Linked DNA regions of Mus musculus: regions 1 and 3 are each linked to region 2. The links are chromatin contacts, called in public HiChIP or PLAC-seq maps. All regions are on one chromosome and are shown on one strand. The core of a region is the stretch at or near the end of the contact, and the rest is flanking DNA. Distances in the headings are between cores, read along the strand shown. Region 1 holds the start of Pcnp (PEST proteolytic signal containing nuclear protein). Region 2 overlaps Tbc1d23 (TBC1 domain family, member 23). Region 3 holds the start of Rpl24 (ribosomal protein L24).

Region 1 (3,761 bases), core at 955-3,454, 1.2 Mb before region 2:
TTGTAAGTCATCATTACACAAATTGTTAGCTTTTAGATAAAAAAATATTTTAGCAAAGCCTTCTGTTTATGTGTAAGTTAATATCAATTAAACCAAACCTACTACAATTATTCTCTTTCCCTGACTAGCTGAGATGGGACAACTCCACAAAGGTACCATTCCTGAGTCATGTGCATTCTGGTACCTTGTCTGGGGGAAAAGAAAAAACCAAAACAAAAAACCCCCCAAAACCAAGGACTGCAGTAGCTCTCTGACAGGACAGGTAGTCCATGAGTCCTGTTCTGACACAGGAAATATACACATCACTGAAGTGGCTCTTGGCGTAACCCTTGATAGCTTGAAATGGCTGTGATTACACATTAAGTTGCTTGTCTCTAAATCTAAGTTTCTACTTAAGTTAAAGAGCTACACAGGGGATCGTCTCCCTACTAAAATAGAGCACGGTCGTGAGGCCCAACCCTAGCATAAATGGGGCCTTGGGTTCAACCTCCAGGATCAATAACGAGGTTGAATGAGTAGGGAAACTACTCGTATTTCCAACACCGTGGGCTGTCTCACAGAAGAAAGGTTGCCAAGTCTAGACAAAGTTTTCCAAGAGAGCTGAACACTTGCCTGAAGCTTATCAATTCAATCCTACCTATGGGCGAAATGTTTCAGTTAAGAAACTCTGCATGACCCCTGTATGTCTGATATTAAAGTGAGCTTTACGAAATCAGGCAAATTATGAAGAAAAGGGCTGCTATTTTAAGTTACCAACATAAAATAATCAATGTAACCCCAACACTGTTAAGATGGAAATATTATTCACAGGACAGAATGTCCCTCAACTGAAAGGGTGGCAAGTACACTGCATACATACACACGAATTTCTTTAGACGTTTAAGGTACATTTTAGCAGTACCTTAAAACGATGTTCTCAGTCAAGGCAAAAGGACCTTAAGTTCAAGGCCACCCCAAGATACTTTAGGCTATAGTTTTTCCTCAAACTACTTTTAACATATAGAAGGTCTAAAGTAAGAACTAAAATCATTAGCTATTTTACTAGTTTATTTTTAAAAAAAAACAAAATGAGGAAGAGACCTGAGAAAGTGGCCGTGGCTTGTAATTCCAGTACTCAGGAAGCCAGAGCTAAATGAGCTCCTAGCTCAAACCGGGGGTGGGGTGGGGGCGGGGGTGTTCGGCAATTAACAAACTTGGTAGACCCTACTTTTGGCCTTTATGCGATACTGAACCTATATGTTCTCACATTTAAGTATTTCAAGGATAAGCCCGAAGAAAGCCAGAACAGTGAAAGGCTAAAACATTCTAAGCATGTGCTAATTATCCTTCCGACAAAAGGGCGTAGGGGAAAAGAGACTACGCATTTCTTTTCCTTTATGTACACCATCAAAAATTACGGGGGTAGGAGGAACGAAAAGATAGCTATAATCTGAGTTTAATTTCGCGACAAATTACAGGAAGATCACACCTTCCTACCACGCCAACGAAATATCTGACATAGACTCCGCTGCTGGCAGCCTAAGAAAGATACCGGAAAGAAAGCGAATCAAACCCTAATTTCAAGCGTTTGCTGCTTGAGCCAGATTCCCCTCTCCCCTGCATCGCCTCGACTTATGCCATCGCAGGGTTTATAAATGTTATGTCTGAAAATACAGCAGAGAGTGGGCTGGGGTCTTCCACCTCCGCAGCGAAAAAGAGAGCATCAACCCTCGTTACGTGTAACCGAGAGGCCGGCGACCTCGGAAAGCCGGCATGCGGCCAGTGCCCGCGGCGGCTCGGCGCTCGTGCGGCGGCCTGAGTGCGCAGCGGGCCCTGAGCTCTCTGCTGTTCGGACTCCCGGGCCAAGCTCCCACCTCCCTTCGCACCGCCCGGTGGTAACCGGCGGCCTCTCTGATTAGGCGACGCGGACCTCGATCTCCCCCGCGGGCCACACCGGGCGTGCCCGGCACTCATCAGGGCCCAGCCCCTGGCCGGGCGAGCGCCAGCTCCGCCGGCTCCTGCGATGCCGGAAAGCCCCCCAACCCGCCCTGGGAACCCCAAAGAAAGGCCGGAGTAGCCCCCGTAGCCCGCGACGCTGGGGTTGTGTTCACCTCCGGCGGCTCCGGCTCGCTGCGGCTTCTCTGGCTTCTCCTCTCCCGCCTTCCCGTCCGCCATCTTCCTCGCCGCGGCCTCCCCCTGCAGCCCGGGCAAGAACGTCACGGCCCCGCCCAGCAACCACAAAGCTTCGGGCGGGCCAGCGAGGCCGCAGCCTAGAGAGGACCTGGAACCCGAGACGGGGACGGATGTGACGTCGTTGGCTGGAACGAGGTGTGTGGTGACGGCTATGGAGGACTGGGCGGTGGGATGGCACGTCCGGGTTAGTACGGACTCACCGATCGTGGAACGGTGGGTTCAATCCTAGGTGCTTCCACGCTCAGCGGTGGTCGCGGCTGGTCCTTCATTTTACGGGATAGGGCTGTGTTCTTACAGAGAAACGTCAGCAGTTAACGGACGCTGTCTTAGTGTTGACACCGTCCAGTGCGGTCCGGTGTGCAATTATCGTTTCCATTTGTGCAATGACACCGAAAAGAGACTTATGGAAGATCACGTCGTAGAGCCTTACGGAAATTGGGGCGGAAGAAATTTCCGCGGCTTTTGCATTCGTGAAAAATTCAGCGTGAGAGTTGTAGCAAGCAAGCAAACATTAAAAGCAGAAATAGGTATACGTGGAGGTCAAGGGCGCTTCCTGCTGTTTCAGAGGACAGTTCAATTCCCAGTTGGGTGGTCTACAGTTAACTGATAACTCCAGTTCCAGAAATCCGACTACTAAGAGTTCACACTCACTTGCATATATTCAAACACCTGTTTAAAAAAAAATACATAAAAAACAAACAAAATCCCCGGCTACACTCCGAAGGGCAGGAGCTGTCTTTCTTACGGAGAAGGGTAGTTTGCTCTACTGCAGTTTGGAGATGTCGGCTTTGTATCTACCCTATTCCACTCATCCCTTCTCTAATAACGTTTAAAATACGCCCCAGCCCAGCTTCAACGTTCGGAATTGCTTTGAATTAGAAGTTATTCACTTCTTGGTGTTTTTCAAGGAGTTTTCTTTACTCCTATAAAACTGTCTGGAGTAAAACTGTCTGCTGGTTAAATCGCCCTATTCTTTCAAGGTAAAAGTATCCGACAGAGTTTTATCATAAAAGCTAGTGCCAGTCTTGTCTCTTAACCTTCATGGACACAATGAACAGCACAAGAGTTGTCTTGTAGCGTTCCCTGCCTCTGTGCTAGCACCAGCACTTGTCTTATACTCAACAGTAAAATACAGGACTCGTCTCTTCCAGATTGGAAACACCTGTTAAGTCCTGCCTCTCCTAGAAACCTTTAGTAGATTCATTTAGTGTCAATGAAATCCATGCATCAAGTATGCTACAGCCTCATCTGTTTCTTACTTCTTTTTCTCTATACTCATTCCTCTGCCCAAATTTGGTCAATTCCTAGCCTGTAATATACACCCAGTATTAGAGAATATAGTTCATTCTGTCCTCCAAGCAACATTGAGTGTTGCTGTCCACAGACCTGCTTTTACTTCTCCATAAAATATCAGTGGACTGTTGGTTGTACCTCAGTTGGCCAAGTGATTGCCTAACGTGCAAAACCCATGGTGGGTTTCATCTCCAACACTGCATAATGAAGTGGTGGCACATATGTCTAATTCCAGTACTTGGGAAGTGGAGATAGGATCAGCCTGGGGTATGGGAGACCCTGTATCCAAATAAATG
Region 2 (3,979 bases), core at 1,213-3,712:
AAAAAACTAGGGCCAGAACCATGGCTCAGCAAGTAAAGGCATTTGCCACCACGCCTGATGACCTGGTTTTGGTTCCCAGGACCCACGTGGTGGAAGGAGAGAACCAAGCTGTCCTCTGTTCCACTGTGGGGTGTGTCCTGGAAGTATGTGCCCACTTCTGCACACATACTATATGCTAATTAAAATGTCATATTTTAATTAAAAAACAAAAATACATACTGGATCTAAATAATGGCAAGCCAGGGACTAATGGAGAAAGAAATGACATCAGATGAACATGAGGAGCAAAGTTCCAAACATGGGAAGCTGCACAGACTACTAACTGGGTGTTTCTATAAAGAGTCGTCAGTGGCACAGTGTCAGGCTGCATAAAATCACCAATCCAAGTGCTAAAGAGAGCCAGCTCAGGTCATGGGTAACAGATATGTATATGCATATATTGTGTATATGTATATGTTATGGGTAATGGATATATATATATATATATATATATATAGTATGTGTGTATACATATACATATAATCAAAACAAGTAAAAAAATGAAAATAAATCATATAGTTATTAAAAGTTCTAGAACATGAAGCAAAAACGAGTAATACAACAGAGTAATCTGAGAATACATCCTGAGCACAGAGAAATCCAGATGCTGGCTAGGATGTGGAGAAAGAGGAACACTTCTCCATTGTGGTGTGATTATATGCTGGTACAACCACTCTGGAAATCAGTTTGGCAGTTCCTCAGAAAATTGGACATAGTACTACATGAGGACCCACTAATACTATTCCTGGGCATATAGCCAGAAGATGCTCCAACATGTAATAAGGACACATGCTCCACTATGTTCATCGCAGCCTTATTTATAACAACCAGGAGCTGGAAAGAATCCAGATGTCCCTCAACAGAGGAATGGATACAGAAAATGTGACACATTTTTATACAATGGAGTACTACTCAGCAATTAAAAACAATGAATTTATAAAATTCTTAGGTGAGAACTAGAAAATATCATCTTGAGTGAGGTAACCCAATCTCAAAAGAACACACATGGAATGCACTCACTGATAAGTGGATATTAGCCCAGAAGCTCAGAATACCCAAGATACAATTCACAAACCACATGAAACTCAAGAAGAAGGAAGACCAAAGTGTGGATACTTTGATCCTTCTGAGAAGGAGGAACAAATTACCCATGGCAGGAGTTATAGAAACAAAGTGTGGAGCAGAGACTGAAAGAATGACCATCCAGAGACTGCCCCACCTGGGGATCCATTCATATACAATCACCAAACCCAGACACTATTGTAGATGCCAACAAGAGCCTGCTGACAGGAGCCTGATATAGCTGTCTCCTGAGAGGCTCCACCAGTACCTGACAAATACAGAAGTGGATGCTTGCAGCCAACCACTGGACTGAGCACAGGGTCCCCAGTGAAGGAGCTAGAGAAAGGACCCAAGGCGTTGAAGGGGTTTGCAGCCCCATAGGAGGATCATCAATATGAACTAACCAGTACCCACAGAGCTCCCTAGGACTAAACCACCAACCAAAGAAAACACATGGTAGGACTCGTGGCTCTAGCTGCATATGTAGCAGAGGATGGCCTAGTTGGTTATCGATGGGAGGAGAGGCCCTTGGTCTTGTGAAGGCTCTATGCCCCAGTGTAGGGGAATGCCAGGACCAGGAAGTAGGTGTGGGGGGGTTAGTGTGGGGGGGGCGGTGGAATAGGGGGTTTTCAGAGGGGAAACCAGAAAAGGGAATAATATTTGAAATGTAAATAAAGAAAGAATATAATAAAAAAAAGAAAACTCATCAACACAGTGATAAATGGCACAGTAATTTTCCTACCTCACTTCCTACATGAAAATAGATTCCATATGGTTTAAAACATAATTAAAATAGTATCATATGAGCATGTAAGAAAAATATTGAGAAAAAGATGTTAAGATATAAAATTGAGAAGCTTACAAAATATATGGATACATGGATATAAAAGTAAAAGAACACTAGCTGTGGATTTCTCCACGGTGTCAGCCACGAGCAAACAAGACGGACTAATCAACGTGAACATACCTGTAAGAAGTGTGCGAGGACCATGTTCATGTACATGTCTTCTTCCTCTCTGCCACTGCCCATAAAACAGAGGTGCTCCCCGCCTGCTATGGAGCCAGACTCAATGGACTGTTTCTGTGCTTCTAGCAAGGACTTTACTGACTGTGCAAACTCAGATGGATTCTGGAGCATCTAGATTATTTTAAAAAATTAGAAACTTGGCAAGCATGTATTTGTAAAACCGGAAACTACATCCATGCAAATTACCAACATTAAAAACCAAGCATTAAAGGGATGGAAAATGAAAAGGCATAAATAAGTAAAATTCCAGGGATATGTTTATGTATATATTGGAACAAAGGCTGAGACAAACACTCCTCAATCAGAAGGAAGAACTGTTTCACATGGACCACTGCCCAGCTACAGTAGTCCTGAGTCATGATGACACAGTTTAGTTCTGAACAGAGGAAATAACAAGGACAGATTCAAACAGTTCTGCTTTTCCGTTTCCTCTTACAAGGCAGTCCACGTATGTCTTAGAAGACATCAGAAACAGTAGAGACCATTTACTTACCATTTTCTTTAGGTATTGATAAAACAAAAATCAAAACCCATTCCTCACCTTCAATGAAGTAAGTATACCAAAAACTACAAAAACTCTAAGCTCTCATTACTAAAATCCCATACAGCAAAAAAATCCAGGAGAAAAACGGGCAGATCAGAGAGAAGAGCAATTTAATAGTTTTGAAGATTGTTATGTCTGAGTGGCTACATGAGGGATCAGAGCCTCTGGAACTGGAGTTAAAGGCTGCTATGAGCATCACGTGGGTGCTGAGAAACAAACTCAGGTTCTCTACAAGACCAGCGTGTGCGCCTAACCTCTCAGACAGCTCTCCACCCAAGGAAAAAGCAACTTCAAGAAGAGAGGAAAGGAGTTTTCTCCTTGCTTGCTTACCTCTATTTTCAGTCTATTCTAGAAAACAAACAAAAACCCATGACTGATAACGCCCAGGAATGCTGATGACACAGAGCATTACGGAGCCAGTACTGAGGTATAGGATCGTCAGGCTTTTTAAAGCCACATCCCCCAACCCAATTATTCTACTTTAAAGAGTCTCTTTACAGAGCTATTTGGAAAACGACACAAAATACGTGTAAAGTTTTCATCACCAGCTTCCTAACAAAACTGAGAGTAAACTAAGTATACATTCACCGAACAACAAACTATGATCGTTGCTGCACCATGGCCCTCTGTGAAACATTAAAGGGAACGTACTTAAAGGGAAAGGTCCCAAGAAACCACGAAGCAAAGGTAACGTGGCAAAGAAAGAGTATGTATTCAAGGTGAAGACTGAGCAAGCTGATGACAGCTGATTCAGCATATTCTCTGCAACGTTAACTGATGAAAAGGAAGGTACCCATGAATCATGAGAAAAAGCAGGGGCAGGCACAGCTCTCACTCAGAGGACACAGACAGGCTAGCAGGTCCTTTCTCACCCGATGTCCAAATTCTAAGTAGGACCTTCATTTTCTGTTAGTTTCCTCTCCATACCACCTAGCCTTCCGGCTCCAGGACCACTATCTCTAGACAAGATGAATGAGGAGGGAAGGCTGTGTATTCAGCTGGAGGGGAGGGGGTGGGGGAGGGGTGGGGGTGGAGGGCACCTCCCTATTCAGCTGTCCCCCACCTCTGAGGCTTTAACCTTAGAGAGGCTTACATGGCGCCAGTCTCCGTGCCTCAACAGCTCTAAGCGCCTCTTATGATCATATTTACTTTACTCATTCTACAATGGGAGTTACCCTAGGCTACGGTGACTTTAACAACTGAGCAATTATATGTCAGATACAACATTGCCTGCATATTAGTTATAAAAATACTCATAAACTTTAAAAATGTCTTATAGCAAAAACTTATAGGATTCTTATCCAATT
Region 3 (3,432 bases), core at 640-3,139, 1.2 Mb before region 2:
ATCTCTCTTTCCCTCACTCAGAATGTCCCATTCCAAGTTCCCATCTGTCCTCACCCGAGCTTCTCTATGGGGACTATATTTCCAGGTTTTTGTTGTTGTTTTGTTTTTGAGACAGGCTACACATGACCCTGGTAATCCTAGAACTTGCTCTGTAGACCAGACTGTCCTTAAACTCTGGGATCTGCCCATCTCTGCCTGCCAAATATCCAGAAGTTCTTTAAAATAGGTTTTTTTTTTAAATTAAAAGTTTTTTTTTTTTTTTTTTTTTAATTTTTAAATTTCATCTGACTTTCTGTGTCTGAATGTTTAGCTCTACGTGTGTACACCAGGTGGCACTGTGTGGTCACTGGAGGTCAGAAGACCCAGCTTGGTTTCCTGGAACTGGAAAACCATCTGTTGTGAGCCACCATGTGTATGCTGGACCATGTCTAATGCCAGTCCTCTACTAATTCAACAAGTGCTCTTACAAGCTGAAACATCTTTCCAGGCCCTAAAATAGCTTTTCTTTCTTCTTAAGATTTATTTATTTTTACGTTCATTGGTGTTTTGCCTGTATGTATGTCTATGAGAAGGTGCCAGGTCCCCTGGAACTGGATTTACAGTTATTGAGTTGCCGTCTGGGTACTGGGAATTGAAGTCAGGTCCTTTGGACGAGTTGCCAGCGCTCCTAACTGCTGAGCCATCTCTCCAGCCCCATAAAATAACTTTATTTTTCCTTTATTTTATTTTCGGTTTTTAGAGACAAGGTCTGTGTGTAGCCTTGGATGTCTTGTAACTCCCTGTGGGCGAGGCTGGCCTCAAAAGTCTTAGTGACCAGCCTGACTCTTCTGGGATTAAGGCTGTGCCTCCACCGGCTGGCTAGCATAGCTTTTCTTTTTTTTTTTTTTTCTTTTTCTTTTTTTCTTTTTTTGCCTGTGTGTGTGTGTGTTTGTGTGTGTGTGTGTGTGTGTGTGTGTGTGTGTATGTAAGTACACTCATGAGTTCGGGGTCAGGCAGCTAGCTGGAGTTACAGGTGGCTGAACTCTGGTCGTCTTCAATAGTTGTATGTATTCTTAACCTGCTCACCTTTCCAACTCGTAACTTCAGGTTTTGAGACAGGGTCTCACACTGTAACCAAGGCTGGCCTCAAACTTGTAGTAGTCCCGCCTTAGTTCCTGAGTGCTCGTATTACAAGTGTTGGCAATCTATTTGAACTAGTGATTAATTACTTTTAGTTTTTGATACAGGGGGTCACTATTTATGTACCGTTGGAACTCTTACTACTATGTAGACCAGCCTGCCAGTGCGTCTTCAGAGAGCTGAGATTAAAAGCTTGCCCCACAGTGGCGGGCTCTAATATTTTTTGGAGGTGGGGATTTAATTCAGGGTTTTGCGTACCACTCGTGCTATCCCTGGGCCACGCTGTCGGCCGCTACGATTTTTTTCTTTCTTTTTCTTTTTTTTTTTTTTTGGTTTTTCGAGACAGGGTTTCTCTGTGCAGCCCTGGCTGTCCTGGAACTCACTTTGTAGACCAGGCTGGCCTTGAACTCAGAAATCCACCTGCCTCTGCCTCCCAAGTGCTGGGATTAAAGGCGTGCGGCACCACTGCCCGGCAGGCCGCTACGATTTATTTTTGTTTCAAGGAATAATCCAAAGCCAAATGCAAAAAGTGACCTTCAGGTTTTACCTGCGAGATAAAAACTGGTCTGGGCTTCGTAAGAGGAGGAAAGACACGTAGAACATCCTTGTCTCTTGTTTATTAAATCCTGCGAAATGCTGGCTTTAGATTCTAGAACACTAGCCTGGAGGAAATAAAATGGCACAGAACCCAAGCCAAGAACCAACTTGGACCTTAAACGAACACCTCAAACCCACTCCCCGCCAATGCTGTAGGAAGAAAGCTGTTGCTAGGAAACAGACTGGGCGCTCGGAAGTGACATCATCTCTGGGCGCCGGGGTCAAGGAAGGGAATTTAGGGAGGAGATTCTCTCCCTCTGCCCTATAAGGTTCTCCCATGATTCTTTCTTTCTCTTCGCCATCTTTACCCCGGCAGGCCGACATCTATCACCATGAAGTAAGCGGGCGCCCGGTGTCCCAATCCGCCTCCATCCTGAGGCCGAGCTACCGGGGATGGCTCCTCTTTGCAGCGCACATACTAACGAGCTTCGCCTTTTCCTTCCAGGGTCGAGCTGTGCAGTTTCAGCGGGTACAAGATCTACCCGGGACACGGGCGGCGCTACGCCAGGACCGACGGGAAGGTAAAGGCCGGCTGGGCCGAGCGCGGCTCGGGACGCTGGGAGTAGAAGGACGGTCCTCTCTCCCCGAAGGCCCCGGGACCGCGTGTGGGATGGGAAACTTGAGGGAATATGGATGGTGTGTAAACCAGGCTGGAAATGAGTGCTGTATGTAACCAATGGGAAAGGGAAATGGGCTTCAGGTCTTTTGGAGTCGGAGAGGGCTCAGAGCCAGATTTCTTTGAGTTTAGCGCCACCCGACCCTTTGCGACTAGTGTAGATTTTTCGGCTCCTGAGAAGACTGTAGCATTGATGCCACCCTGTCATTTGTGTCACAAAGAGGTCTCTTGCCTCCTTTATATATTTATATATTGAGAAGAGAGAAGTAGAATAAAGCTGGAGGAGGACGTCAGTCTCCACTTTGTGTAAAAGGATGACTAATTTGAATTTGTTAACTGCAGGTTTTCCAGTTTCTTAATGCAAAATGTGAGTCAGCATTCCTTTCCAAAAGGAATCCTCGGCAGATAAACTGGACTGTCCTCTACAGAAGGAAACACAAGAAAGGGCAGTCGGTAAGTGGAATGCAGCTTGCTAGTAGCCTCTTTTAAAGTTACACTGTCAGATTTTGCCAGGTTAAATTTTGGTTAAACAAAACTATGCAATGTGCTCTTGAACTAAACCATCAGACAGTAGCAGAACTTGTTAGTGTGGCCTTGGGTACCATAGCCTTCCAAGCTGTGTGTTGAAATTTGAAATGATTCCTCTCTGTAAGCTTCATTTTGGGTTGAAGAGGCCCTTAGGGGATGGTAGGTGTTGCTCTGGGTGGAGGTGTGGTGCTAGGACAACAGCTAATAGTTAGGCTTGGCATGTGTGAGCCTCGTTAAATAGATTCTAGCTGGGTATTATAGTAAACAGTGGTCCCAGATGTGAAATATGTTAAGTGGGCATGGTGGCCCACTCATGTAATGCCAGTGTCTGGGAGGTAGAAGCAGGAGGATCAGTAGTTCAAAGTCAGCCTAGGCTACATAAAACCTTGTTTCCCAAAGCAGAGCACGCAGTACAGAGTTAGTGAAAAGAAAGATGAATTATATTTATTAGATCCTTTTGGATGAATAAATGGGGGGAGGGAATCTTAGAGGTGTGAAGATGTAGAGAAACAGAAATCCTAGAATAAAATGATACAGCTGTTGTAAACCTTTTAATTAACTCAAAATGTTAT

The links. HiChIP or PLAC-seq counts read pairs in DNA pulled down with a chosen protein or histone mark.
Region 1: a contact with region 2 is called in an H3K27ac HiChIP or PLAC-seq map of bone marrow-derived dendritic cells, with 12 times the contacts expected there. The contact joins the promoter of Pcnp here to the enhancer-like site in region 2. A contact is called at or near these places in 2 of 39 promoter capture datasets (liver and neutrophils) and 2 of 115 datasets of contacts at active chromatin or transcription factors (bone marrow-derived dendritic cells and forebrain).
Region 3: an H3K27ac HiChIP or PLAC-seq map of bone marrow-derived dendritic cells shows a contact between it and region 2, with 18 times the contacts expected there. The contact joins the promoter of Rpl24 here to the enhancer-like site in region 2. A contact is called at or near these places in 6 of 39 promoter capture datasets (the C10 cell line, the HPC-7 cell line, embryonic stem cells and 3 more), 3 of 115 datasets of contacts at active chromatin or transcription factors (astrocytes, bone marrow-derived dendritic cells and pro-B cells) and 1 of 9 other capture datasets (liver).

The regions. Positions count from the first base shown.
Region 1 is chr16:56,027,513-56,031,273 of GRCm38.p6, forward strand. Pcnp (PEST proteolytic signal containing nuclear protein) reads right to left here and starts at 2,205. Exons shown (of 5, transcript NM_001024622.2): 1 at 2,091-2,205. The coding sequence starts at 2,154.
Region 2 is chr16:57,187,194-57,191,172 of GRCm38.p6, forward strand. It overlaps Tbc1d23 (TBC1 domain family, member 23), which reads right to left. Exons shown (of 19, transcript NM_001358433.1): 11 at 2,069-2,239. Among named protein-coding and RNA genes, the nearest start is that of Gm16892, 22 kb to the left of the region's middle. Within about 2 kb of position 2,463, at least 93 of the 459 cell types and tissues checked have an H3K27ac peak or open chromatin away from gene starts, as enhancers often do. A contact at or near this core is called in the HPC-7 cell line and bone marrow-derived dendritic cells, where this site is marked.
Region 3 is chr16:55,964,386-55,967,817 of GRCm38.p6, forward strand. Rpl24 (ribosomal protein L24) reads left to right here and starts at 1,890. Exons shown (of 6, transcript NM_024218.4): 1 at 1,890-2,053; 2 at 2,162-2,237; 3 at 2,675-2,785. The coding sequence starts at 2,049. It overlaps Gm6958 (MLV-related proviral Env polyprotein-like), which reads left to right. Exons shown (of 1, transcript XM_001480210.4): 1 at 1-663.